2 separate regions of the Anser cygnoides genome follow, and region 1 is linked to region 2. Evidence: chromatin contacts called from public Hi-C data. All regions are on one chromosome and are shown on one strand. Each heading gives the region's core, a stretch centred on a gene start, on an enhancer-like site or on the middle of the called end of the contact. The rest is flanking DNA. Distances are from core to core; before and after follow the strand shown.

The links. A called contact is a pair of places that touch in the nucleus more often than the background predicts.
Region 1: a contact with region 2 is called in a Hi-C map of liver, with 2.7 times the contacts expected there. The contact joins the enhancer-like site here to the promoter of IL1R2 in region 2. A contact is called at or near these places in 2 of 7 Hi-C or Micro-C datasets (both in liver).

The regions. Positions count from the first base shown.
Region 1 is chr1:143,464,382-143,470,481 of Taihu_goose_T2T_genome, forward strand. No RefSeq gene overlaps it. Among named protein-coding and RNA genes, the nearest start is that of IL1R2, 34 kb to the left of the region's middle. Within about 2 kb of position 1,535, at least 2 of the 3 cell types and tissues checked have open chromatin away from gene starts, as enhancers often do. A contact at or near this core is called in liver, where this site is marked.
Region 2 is chr1:143,429,942-143,436,200 of Taihu_goose_T2T_genome, forward strand. It overlaps IL1R2 (interleukin 1 receptor type 2), which reads left to right and starts at 2,996. Exons shown (of 9, transcript XM_048049067.2): 1 at 2,996-3,084; 2 at 4,848-4,978; 3 at 5,093-5,351. The coding sequence starts at 3,020.

The sequences.
Region 1 (6,100 bases), core at 285-2,784, 33 kb after region 2:
CCTCCCACCAGACCAGGTTGCCCAAAGCCCCATCCAGCCTGGCCTTGACACCTCCAGGGATGGGGCATCCACAGCTTCTCTGGGCAACCTGTGCCAGTGCCTCACCACCCTCTGAGTGAAGAGTTTCTTCCTAATACATAATCCAAACCTACCTTCTTTTAGTTTGACTTTATTACCCCATGCCCTATCACTACACTCCCTGACAAAGAGCCTCTCCCCATCCTTCTTGTAGGACCCCTTTAAGTACTGGGAGGTTGCTATAAGGCCTTCCCAGAGCCTTCTCTTCTCTAGGTTAAACCCTAGCCCCCTCAGGGCCAGACTCCTACAGGGGAACCTGCAAGGGTGCGGCATCCTCCTTCACTCCTACTGCTGACAGGAGTACTTTAGTCCACAATTTCCTTTGAGTGCTGTTAAGTAAAAATGATAGCATATTCCATCAGCTGACTTACACTGATTTATGCAGCTGGTGTTGCTCACCTGCCAGGAGAGTGCTCAGGGGGATCCTACTGATGTCTCTGCTGGGATCTAGGACTTCCAGCATGCTGCTCACAAAAAGGTGATGTGAATAGTAGCGAGGTGACAGACTTTGTGCCAGCTACAGAATTGTTAGGCTAGTCAAATTCATTGAAACATGTTGGGAGAGCCATGGAAGGATCTTACTAAATCTTCTTACTGATAAAAGAGAGATTTAAATTCAAATCTCTCAATGAGTAACTTTAGGTGGTTATACCAAGGCAGGTACACCAACATCTTGGAAAGAGCATATCTTTTGTGTCCTTTCATCACCAATGAAATCCAGCGCAGAGAAGGGTGCCGCACAGGATGGTGGTATGGGCTGGCTTTGCTACAAGGCTCTGCAGCTTGGAAATGCCATGAGGTTCCTCTGAGTCACTAATAGTAATGGAGAAAGTGAGCAGGAAAAGATGTGTTCACTCTTTCTCACATAAGCAGAGTGAAGGGTGCCTAGTTAAATTATTGAGGGGCAGATTAAGAAAGAGTAGTAGAGGGTTTTAATCACTTTTTAATAAGAGTGTGCCTTTACTGTTTAATGATTAAACTGCAGGTAATATTCACTGAATGTTGCGGAGGCAACAAAAGATAAGAAGTTCAGAAAGGGACTAGACAAAGTGATAGAGTTAATTAGTCACTAATGAATATGGCAATCTCGGCATGACCTTTTGCAGACGGGATGCCTGAAACACTATTACTGGAAAATAGAAGAGTATGACAAATATAAACAAACTGTATTTGCCTTATTCAGATAATGTTTTTACAAGTATTTGCAGCAAAAGTCATGAACGTGAGATTGTCACCGGAGCTGGATGGCCCCTTTATTTGGCCTTAGATCTCTCTTTGTCTGCCACAGGGCTCTAGCAAGTGACAGTTTCAGTTTTGTTAACCCATAAGCTATCGTGCAGAACAAATCATCTGACTTTAATCAGCAACTGCTTGAAAAATGAGGATTAGCTTCACTGAAAAGAGATATAAATAAAATCAGCATGATGTCAAATAATGTCTTATCTGTGTACATCAACATAAAGGAAAGTGGGAAGGTAGCACACTGGAGAGAAGGTATGAAAAGGTTTCAGATCTACTTTAAATATTAAAGCCATGAGTCTGTGCCTAAACCAAACTGTCGTTCACTTATTCAGTGGACAAGTAAGAGAGTGAAGTTAAAACAACCTAATGTGTTACTTCCTGGTTATCATAACATAACAAAGCCTTATGTTCTGCTGCTTCATACAAACACGGCTGGCTTGGTTTCCTGTTTGGACTTCCTAAAGGATACAAGTCAGTAAATGATGCAGCATAATGAAGGGGTTATCATCTGAACAGGGCTTTCTCTTCTACTTTGGCTCTTTCCCAAACACAGCAATAATTCTTAGGAGTCATAAAAGCGAGACAGTGTGCTGCCTGTGAGCTACAGTATTGGCACTGCACAAGTTTGTACACAGGACATTTTAATCTTTAACAAATAAAAGGGCTTCAGTAATGTACTCAGTCATGAGCATATTTTAAAGGACCAGCCACAGCTCTGCATGCTTCCGTGCTTCACTGGAAGTTAGACCTGTCACCCAAGAAAGAAAAAATGAAGTGAAGATACAGATCCTGTTCTGTTTGTGACGAGTAGATCTTAGCCTAAGGTAATGCATTTGGCATTTTTGTGAGTGTTTCTAAGCTGAAAAGAGTTTTTATTATGTTTTTATTATGTTTTCTGACTTCTGGTTAGGACCTAAATCAAAGTCCTTGTAAAGTAGCAGAGTTCTCCTCTGGTTATAGAGTTGGGATCAGATCTGCAAACAGTAAGCATAGATATACAAATGAAATTATATTCTGCAGGGATTTCTCATCACTGCAGGCATTATAATGGGAATATACATCTAATTGGCTCAAACGAATGTGCATGACTTTTGTATAGGAAAAGGCATATTGAAGATAGTCTGTATCATACCTATCATACTGAGGTGTGAATACCTGATGCATACATGGACAGCTGGAATGATAGCATATATACCCCAGATGCCTGCTGGGGTAAACTTAGCTGTCACTTCATAGAATCACAGAATATCCCGAGTAGGAAGGGACCCACAAGGACCATCGAGTCCTACTCCTGGGTCCCTAAAGGGCCACCTAAAAAATCAGACCATGTGTCTGAGAGCATTGTACAAATGCTTCTTGAATTCCATCAGGCTCGGTGCCATGACCACTGCCCCGGGGAGCCTGTCCCAGTGCCCGACCACCCTCTGGGTGCAGAACCTTTCCCTAACCCCCAGCCTGACCCTCCCCTGTCCCAGCTCCATGCCGTTCCCTCGGGTCCTGTCGCTGTCCCCAGAGAGCAGAGCTCAGCGCCTGCCCCTCCGCTCCCCTCGTGAGGGAGCTGCAGGCCGCCATGAGGCCTCCCCTCGGCCTGCTCTGCTCTGGGCTGAACAAAACAAGGGACCTCAGCCCCTTTTCATATGTCTTGCTCTCCAGATCCTTCATCTTCGTAGTCCTTCTTTGGACACTCTGTAACAGTTTTACATCTTTCTTATACTGTGGCACCTGAAACTGCACACAGTACTCGAGGTGAGGCCGCACCAGCACAGAGCAGAGCAGGACAATCACTTCCCTCGACCGACTAGCGATGCCGTGCTTGATGCACCCCAGGGTACGGCTGGCCCTCCTGGCCACCAGGGCACACTGCTGGCTCATGTTCAGCTTGCTGTCGACCAAAATCTCCAGATTCCTCTCTGCAGAGCTGATCTCCAGCATCTCATCTGCCAGTCTAAGTTCAGCCAGGGTTGCCCCTTCCCAGGTGCAGAATCCAGCACTTTTTCTTGTACTTCCACATAATGACAGCTGCAGACCAGCTTTTTTATTAAGATTATTGCTCTGAACAAACACATGGGAGATATTAATGGTGTTTTTGTTGTTGTCTTTTCTCTATCTGTACAGTGAAAACTAAACAAGACATGAGTCAACATGTCTTTATTAAATTAAAACAAGCACCTTAGTGAACAGAAAATGCAAGAGACCCATGGTCTTTCAGAGACATTGGACAAACGGACTCATGGGTGTTACAGAAAACATCTTACAGGAAAAGATTTAACATTAACTGTGCCATGTTAAACCCCAAGTCGTGAAATGGATAGCCCAGAGCTCTAGGTCTGCTTGAGCTCACATAGCCCGTACTGTCAGCTCAGATTTACTCTCTGTTTTCTTTTAACTATAGACACATTAATACGTTTAAATTGTCATTATAGCATGACATTGAAGCTGTGGCATTAAGATGCACAGAACAACCCGATGATACTGCTGATATGAATTCAATTTCACAAGCAATTAAAACTTTATGTTTTGATTCTCAGTTTCCATCCAGTTACTCCACCATAAGCGTGAAAGTGTGAACTAATTCATGTAGCATAATAACCACAATTTGGACAAACACTTGAACTCTTAATTAACTAACATTTTAAGGTTCTCTCCAGGCTCAAAGGAGGCATGGGCTGTGTCACTCCTTCCAGTTCTGGATTTCTAGGCACTCATACTGAGAATCTGAATAGAGGAAGAATATCATTTTAGCCCTCAAAGTGAGGTTTATTTTCCACAGAAAAAAATATATAGGGATCCTGCTGTGTTCTGAGGTGTCTCCCTGGCATGGGTTCAAAGCATGGCTGGGGTCTGCAGCTGGTTATTGAGGACCCACTCAGCTTCTGGGTCCAGCAACATCAGGGACAACCTCAGGACAAAAGGCAAGTTAAGTTACAGGTCTCTTTTCACAGAAGCAATGCAAAATGATTATGGGAGGCAGGACACAAAAGTGGTTGCAAGCCAGGTTTAAAATCATTTCACAAATTGTGATCTTCCCCACAGAAGTCAGTCTGCATTTCTCAGGAAACTTTAAATGCTTAGAGCTCCCAGTTGCCATGTTGCACAAAAGAGTTTCTGTTTCAAGAACCTTTTTATTGTTTTTCCTGTGGCTTATGTGGTTCCGTTACTGTAATATCTTTACCTTACACAATTATTCCTTATAAGACTTCAGTGTAGAAAGAAATGCTGCATCCTCAAAGTAATATGAAATACAGGCTGACGAGTAGTGTCTTAGCCACCTCATAGGGTTTGCAGGTTTGCAGTTCAGTTTTCTATTCCAGCTTTGGGGTACTCATGATCACTTTATCTCTTAAAACTTCAGAAATGTCCTGTATTATCTCACTTGTAGTTTTCCTTATTTTTTTTTTTTTCTTTTTTTTTTTTTTTTTTCCCACCTACTTGATTAACAAAAGTTCAGTACCCTGGAAGCTGCCTCTAACTGAAGGAGAAATTGATGATAGATATCTTTGATGCACTTCTGTTTGTTCATACTTTGCAATTTTATTTATTTATTTATTTATTTATTTTAATTTCCTGACCACAAAAAGATTTGCATAGGAAAAAGTACACTGAGTAAAGCTCAGTTTGGGATTTTCCTGTTACACGGTGTCTGCTTGAAGTTCTCTGATTATTATATGAGTGAAAAGATTCGGTGTCTGTCTATTTGTCTAAGAAAATCGTACAGTGGCTTGTAGACTTCAAACATTTCTAAAGCTGATGGTTGGTGTTTCCAGCCACACGTTGTATCCACCTAGGTACCTGCATGGATTTTGTGGTTGTTTCTTAACAGTCTGAGTTCCACGAGCTTTTCCTCATGTTTTACGCCTTCCAGCTAGTGCTACAGTTTCTACATGCTGTGTGAAATATGACCATGCAGTTGAAAGCATGACTAGTGTTTGCTAAATTTTCTCTCTTCCAAAACTCTTCTTCTCTGCACCAGTCCTCTTTTCTGAAGGAGAGACACAAAGTAGGGCACAGAACTGTTGGAGTGCAGGAAGTAGTCTTTCTGTGCTGAAACTGCTGAGAATGGGTAAAAGACAAAAGCTACAGAAAGGGACAAGTTTCAGCCCCAGAGCCAGCAAGGCGTCCAGGCTCGTACTGTCAAGCTGGCAAGGAACAGAAATGGTGTGACCACAGGGACATTCAGCAGGCATGGGTTTGAGGGCACGTGGTGTTAGTAGAAGCTGAGGGGGATACTATGACACGTTTGCAAGTATAAGTGCATATATCCTTCTGAAAGTGGAGGCAGAGGGAAAGAGATCTCTTATGGACTCTGAAGCACTGAGCGCTCCCTCCATGTGCGCTGTGAATGTATTTTCACAAGCAGCTAATATGCTGCAGACCCAGGATTGTGAAAGAGGGTGGAAGAGTTCCAAGGACGAATACTCAGAGAACTTCAAGCACACGCTGTCTAACAGGAAACTCCAAATCTGGGCCCTAAACAAAGTCTGGGGGAGAGAGAGACTAAAATCATAAGTTTTTCTGTTAGGAGAAAAATGTGCTCAAAGGTTAGCTTCCAAAAGGAAAAAGAATGAACATAGCACAGTAACAATTCTCTGTCATCTTCTTCTCTGGGGGCTTCTGTGAGCAAACCCCATGTATATGTTCTAGGGAATACATGGGCATGGCAGAACACCTAGGGCTTTTTCTTTTTCTTTCTTTCTTTCTTTCTTTCTTTCTTTCTTTCTTTCTTTCTTTCTTTCTTTCTTTCTTTCTTTCTTTCTTTCTTTCTTTCTTTCTTTCTTTCTTT
Region 2 (6,259 bases), core at 1,746-4,245:
TGAAAGGAGCTGTTGAAAACTCAGGAGCCCGTGGGGCAGCAGGGAGGCAGCCTGCAACCAAGCTGTCACTTCTCTGGCAAAGCAAGCACCCCCTCGTGACAGCGTGTTTGTTTCTTGGCCCATCTCTCCCTGTTTCTCCCATATACCAAATACAACTGGTATGTGACAGCACTTATTTCTCTGGAAAACCCTGCAAATTCCTGTATTCTTGGCATCCGTTGCACATCAGGCTAGTCCCTCTGCTCAGTTTTACTCTTTCTGTCCCTTTTATTTGGTGTTGCTCAGAGCTGGATAGCTTTTCTTCCCTCTCCATTTCAGTGCTCCCCAAGAGCCCATCTGGGAACTATGCACAAGGACATTATAAATTATTAAAACCAGGTCTGCCCATATCAATAAGCCCAAGAACATGTGTTGTTGGTGCAATAGCTGTGGTTTACTTCGCATCTTCTTGCCAGTTAGCTTTCAACATTCAATATTTCTTAATGTCTTGCCACCTTATTCTTATGTGAACAAGAGAAATTTTCTCCTATTTTTAATCATGTGAAGCTGGCTCAGCCAAACTGAGTAACAGAACTAATTAGCAAAATCCATGTGAGTGCAGTCCCTGGACGCCAAACAGCATCAACCATAGAGCAATTTGAATGAGTTCCCCCAGGAAAGACGGCAGAATCTGGGGGTCACCAGAAAAACCTGGCACCTTTAGCCGTCCCTTATTCAGATGGCCTTATCCCCACTTCATGACGCCTGAATTTCTCTCTCCCCTTCCATGAACTACAGATCATGAGCAGACACATCTTGCTTGTGAAGACCTTTTGAAACCCCTGTTGGAAGGGACTGCTAGAATGCTAAATATCTTCTGAGATTTGGGATTATTTTATTGGGATGTCCTAAGAGAGAAAAATCCACCCAACAGCAGCAAGGTAGCTGCGTGCAACCCTGGTGTGGGAAATAGCTCTCCAGTGAGATGAGCAATGAGTGAGACATATGGGGAATAGCCTGGTCTTCAAGTCAGGAATTTCACAGCTCTGCTCCAGCATCATGAGCAGTATAGATGAATCATCTGCACAGCGAAACCACAGAAAGACACCAGCTTCCCTAAAAGTGCCTCTATATATATAGCTGCTGGACTTGCACATTTCTGTTTATAAATACTCAGTAATAACTGACCGCAAAGTGACATGGTCTTCTCAGCAGACAGCCCCTAAAAACATGCATTTCTTCCCGAGCTGTAGGAAACCGGGCTGTTGCACTTCCAGATAAAATATTTTGACTTAAAATCCTGGTAGTGGTGTGTGTGATCACGATGTTTTATGGGAAAAAAAGAAAGTTGGTTAAAATCATTAATCCTTGTTAGGTGCATCTGAAAACATCATATTATCTGTCAACTGCACTGTTACTCTGTAGATATTTGGTTTTAGTCTAGTTTTCAAAAGCAGGACAGCACATATTATTCCAGTATAAGATCACTGAATCTCGTAGCCCACTTTATGTTTTCAGAGCTTCTGAATTTGTAGAAGTGTGAGGAAAATTGGTTGGCCATGAGGGAAGACCATGAGGGGAGAGCTGAAAGGGCTGCAGTGGAGAGGTTTGTGTGTGTGCTAAGGACACATATCTCCAGAAAAGCTAGCGATGCTCATTCTGCTGCTCTCTGAACAGCTTGCGATCAGATGGCTTCATTCAATGAATGCAATGAACGTGTTTGCAGCAGTTGGTAGGTGTGATCGTCTCAAAGACACTGAACCTCATTTCCTGCAGTTTTGCTCTTTTTGAGCCTGGTAAATGTCTGGGTTTATGTGCTGGGAACTTGTTTGGCACCTGTGGCCAGGGTTGCCATTAGAGATACCCACCTCCCTTGCATACGTGAAAAGACTGTCACAGAGTAGCCTGAGCTTAGACCTCAGATAACATCGATCACCTTATCTGACGGTTCTTCTGTCTGACATATGACACATCCCCAAAGACTACAGTATGTCAGTAGATGTCATCAGCTATATGTTTCTTCTCCCTGTAGAAAATGGCAACATGGTCTCAAAAACTGGCAATTTTTCCTCTCTTAAAAAATATTCGAAGATCTCCGGTATAACTGAGGATGATAGTAGTTAAATAAAGAGTTCACAAATTATGTTAGGGATAAATTAATAAATGGTACATGAAGGATTCGTATATCCCTACTGCAATCAACGGTTGCATTGCTTTTATTTCTGAGTCACTACTTGGTTAGTGGCAGGACCACGAAGCCTTAACCTCAAGCTGGGATCCTGGTGCTCCAGACCAGGGTTGCTCAGCTGAGGTCTGTGAAGTCTTGGGGAGGGGGCATTTTTGTGAGGTCTGTGAGCAGGGATCTGCGTGCCAACACCAGCCCTGGGAGGTCAGCAGGACACCACACAGTGCCTTCCTGGGCTAGAAGTGACGTGGTGCATGACAGCTGGTCCCTGAGGGACAACGAGGCTGGAAGAAGTCCTGGATTGCCCACAGGAGACATCACATGTCAGGGCAAGGCACGGGAAAAACTGACTTGTGGTCCCGCTCCAGACCGAAGTCCTTCACGTGACTGCCCTCTTCCAGACAGGCAGAGGTCAACATTACCACTGTTCAAAACCCATTTTTTCACCCTTCTGCTTGTGAGCCTGGAGACCGTAGCATGCTTGCATCAGTTAATTCCTTACACCTCACCATAAAGACGGTCTTCATGCAAAGCAAGAAACTGAGATGGTTGTCATGGAAGAAGAGAGGAATAAACCCATTCGTGGTTCACAAGCTATATGAGGAATCACAAAAGAGGAAAAACCTGCCATGTTTTCCATACAAAAACTCATCAAACACATTATGTGAAGAATGCAATTGTCTAGCTGCTGACCATGCTGCAGGACACCGTCTGTCACCCATGAGAAAGTTTGGGTTTAGGTAGAGCGTAAAATAGTCATGTGAAGACACGAGTGCATGTAAACTGCCATTCGTCAGAAAAAGGGAAATTTAGTCATATATTTAGCAGTCATTTCCCCTTTTTTGGGAAACCCTAATGCATATTTTTGCTCTCTCCCTGTCTCTATTTCTCTCATCCTCACTCTACGGAAGGAAAGAAAGGTGGGTCTAAAATGTCATTTGGTTTTGACACAAATTTGATTGGGCAACGAGCGATAAATTTCCGCTGTGTGTCGGGCTAAGCTCTATATAAGTATCTCACCAGCGATTTTCAATGTTACATCTTTTCACGAGAAACTAATGGCTGAAAGGATGCAGAACCACAGGTAAGTGAAGCTTATGGACAACTGGGAACGAAAGCTATCCCTAAAACCTCAGTGTGTGCAGGGGCTTACAGAAAATGCTAGATACTGCACTGAAGGGACTGGAAACCTCTGGAAAAAAAACAAGTATTTTTGTCAGGCAAAGATCTGAAGAGATCCTTTTACAGGGTATTACATGTGAACCATTGGCACTGTTAATGCAGCAAAGACACTAGCTCCTGATCCAGGCATAGCCATGGAAGGGGATACTGCTCCATGCCAATGCGCTGGAAACACTTGCATGCATCACGGTATGGGAGCCAACCTGTTGTTATGAAATTGTATTTGTTGAGCAAGAGGTTGGCTTTGTAGTGCTGTAAAGATGACAATAAGCCGGAGATAAGTTATTACAGTCAGACTACCAGATGTCAGGTAAATTTAGCCATTAGAACATGGAGAAGTTTGGATTTAAAACACATAAATATGCGCATGATGGGATACACAGAAGGTGCTTGCAGGTAAGTACCTATGAACACGAATGCATTATACTGGTTGAAATACGTTTTTGGTCTGGGATAAAACTTGAAGCAGTTGTCTGGTCATTTAATATCCATCTTATGGGACAGTCATAGCGTTAGGCTAATGTTAAATGTATGCAATTTGCATTTCTGTACATAATATGGAAAAAGTGTGCATTGTGTGTGTATTTATTGTGTACTGTATTTATGTATGTACACAAATACTTATGTACAGCATAAACTGATGCCTATCTATAGCAGATTTAATACATTTCTGAATGTTGTACAGGGAGATAATATGTGATCAGCCAACTGAGTAACAGCAATTGATATCTTGTGGCAGACCAGGTAGTGACCAGTGGTGTACACAGATGCCAACTTGCCCATCCAGGTCAATTCAGATGACAGTTAATGAATGACCAGCAGCAGATAGTTCTGTTTTCAGAGACGGTTATGGTGTCTGCACTTTGTACTCACTTGGGTATCAATAGCAAGGTGGCTGTTCATGCCATTGGAGTCAAAGTTGTTCCAAGAGAAAAATTTGTTGGGGACACTGAGAGCTTGGCTCTGGTTATAGCAAGTTTTTGAGCTGTCTGGCCTACTTTGGTAGCCATAGTAGGGAAGATGGAGTCACACAGGATTTAATGAGGGCATGCAACCTTGACAGAAACCTGAAGGGACTGCTTAGAGAGTTAAATCTCTGCTGCACCTTTTCTCCTGGGCTTACCCAAACGAGCTACACTACAGCCAACTTGAAGTGGCTGGCCCATGCCTCTGTCACGTCTTATTGCCAAATACACAGAGCTGTATTTCTCTACCTTTAGCTATTGCACCAAACAAAACAAAGCAAAACAAAAGCATGGGGACAGCAGCATCTTGTGGTGTGTTGTTTGCATCTCCCAGAGTGAAAGGAAAATGACAGAAGAGAAGTGTTTGTGCCAAGCCAGATGCCAAGCCATAATTTGGGGGTGAAGAAGCCCCTCTGTTCACTAAGGAGAACCAAAGATCACCAGGCCTGGTGTTTGGAAAAGGGCAGTTAACTCTGCTAGTGTTAATGTTGAGTATTTTAATTGTATCTTTTGTCTCCTAATAAACTTGCCTTCAGATTTCAAGACACTTTCCCTCGGCCTTCTCCTTCCCGTTTCCTCTGGGAAAAAATGCACGGGCTCTTCTTTGTCCTGGTTACATGCACAGTGGGTGCCTCTGCTTTCAGGCTCCAGCAAGGGAAAAGCACAGGTACAGGCATGCTCCTTTTTTATTATTATTTTTTTTTAATTTCCTGTGTCCCTCTCCCCTCTTTTTTAATGTGCCTGGCCAGCAGTAATGATAAAATGTCTCTGATTTATACAGAAAACTGCCCAGATCACATCATCTCTTTCCAACACTACTATGAACTTCATGGAGAACCTGTGGTTCTGAAATGCCCTTCCCCCAGATACAAACATCTGGATTTTTCTTCCTTGACCCATAATATCACATGGTACAAAAATGATTCAAAAACCATGATATCAGGAAGAGATGAAGATCCAAGAATCTGGGCAAAAGGAGATGCACTCTGGTTTTTACCAGCAAGGCAAGAAGACTCAGGAGTGTATGTCTGCACAAGAAGGTAGGTACTTAAAGGAAAATTCAGTGTACTGAAAAAGGTGACTGTGTCTAAAATATATTAGCTTGATTCTAAACACCATATATCTTCAGAGTGGGTTTGGATAAGATCATTTCCTCACCAAATTTATTAGCAAAAATATGTGGGAAGTTAGAACTTTTAAATATGTTGTGTCTCCTCTCTCTATATATACTGAAATCTTGATGCATCATGGCATGGTATTGTTACTCTACGATCTCACAAGGAAATAGTGTACATGAGAGTTTGCTCTAGCTTATTTTCAAGTCAATCAGGGATGCAGCAAGCAGGGGTGTGTTGCAGACAGAGGACACTGCATAATGCAACCCGTACACCACAGCTTTAGAGAAGCAAACAGTATTGTTTGTGGTTTGGATTGCATTACAAAGTGTATACCAAAAGAGAGTGGCTCTGAGGTGGCTTCCTTCTTCCCCGTTCCTTTTCCCTGATCTTTACTTTTCTTCTTTTGCACATTGTAAAGCAGAATTTGATTGCTTTGGCTTTGCTGGAAGATGTCACTTGAGACCCAATGTGCATTTACTGGGCTGGTACCAGACCTGTGATAATACAGAGGCTTGCAGCAAAGGCTATTTTCAATCTTACTGGTCATTTCTTTTCTGAGAGTTTATGGTCTTACAGCCTGCTGTAAGAAAAGAGGAACAAGGATCTGGACTTGTGGTGGACTGAGGAAGGCAAAAGCCACCAGTGCCATTTGGGCCTGAAATCCAGAAGGCGCCAGGGTCCTTGCCCTTCCTCCAGCCCACCTCCCAGCACTGCCTGGCAGCTGGCACCTCGCTCTGGGGCCCCTGAGGTCCATACCTGTCTGCACATTCCAGCAGCTGGGGCTGCCTCTGCAGAGCTCAGTTTCCTTGCAGAAAAGCAGGCAGAAAACA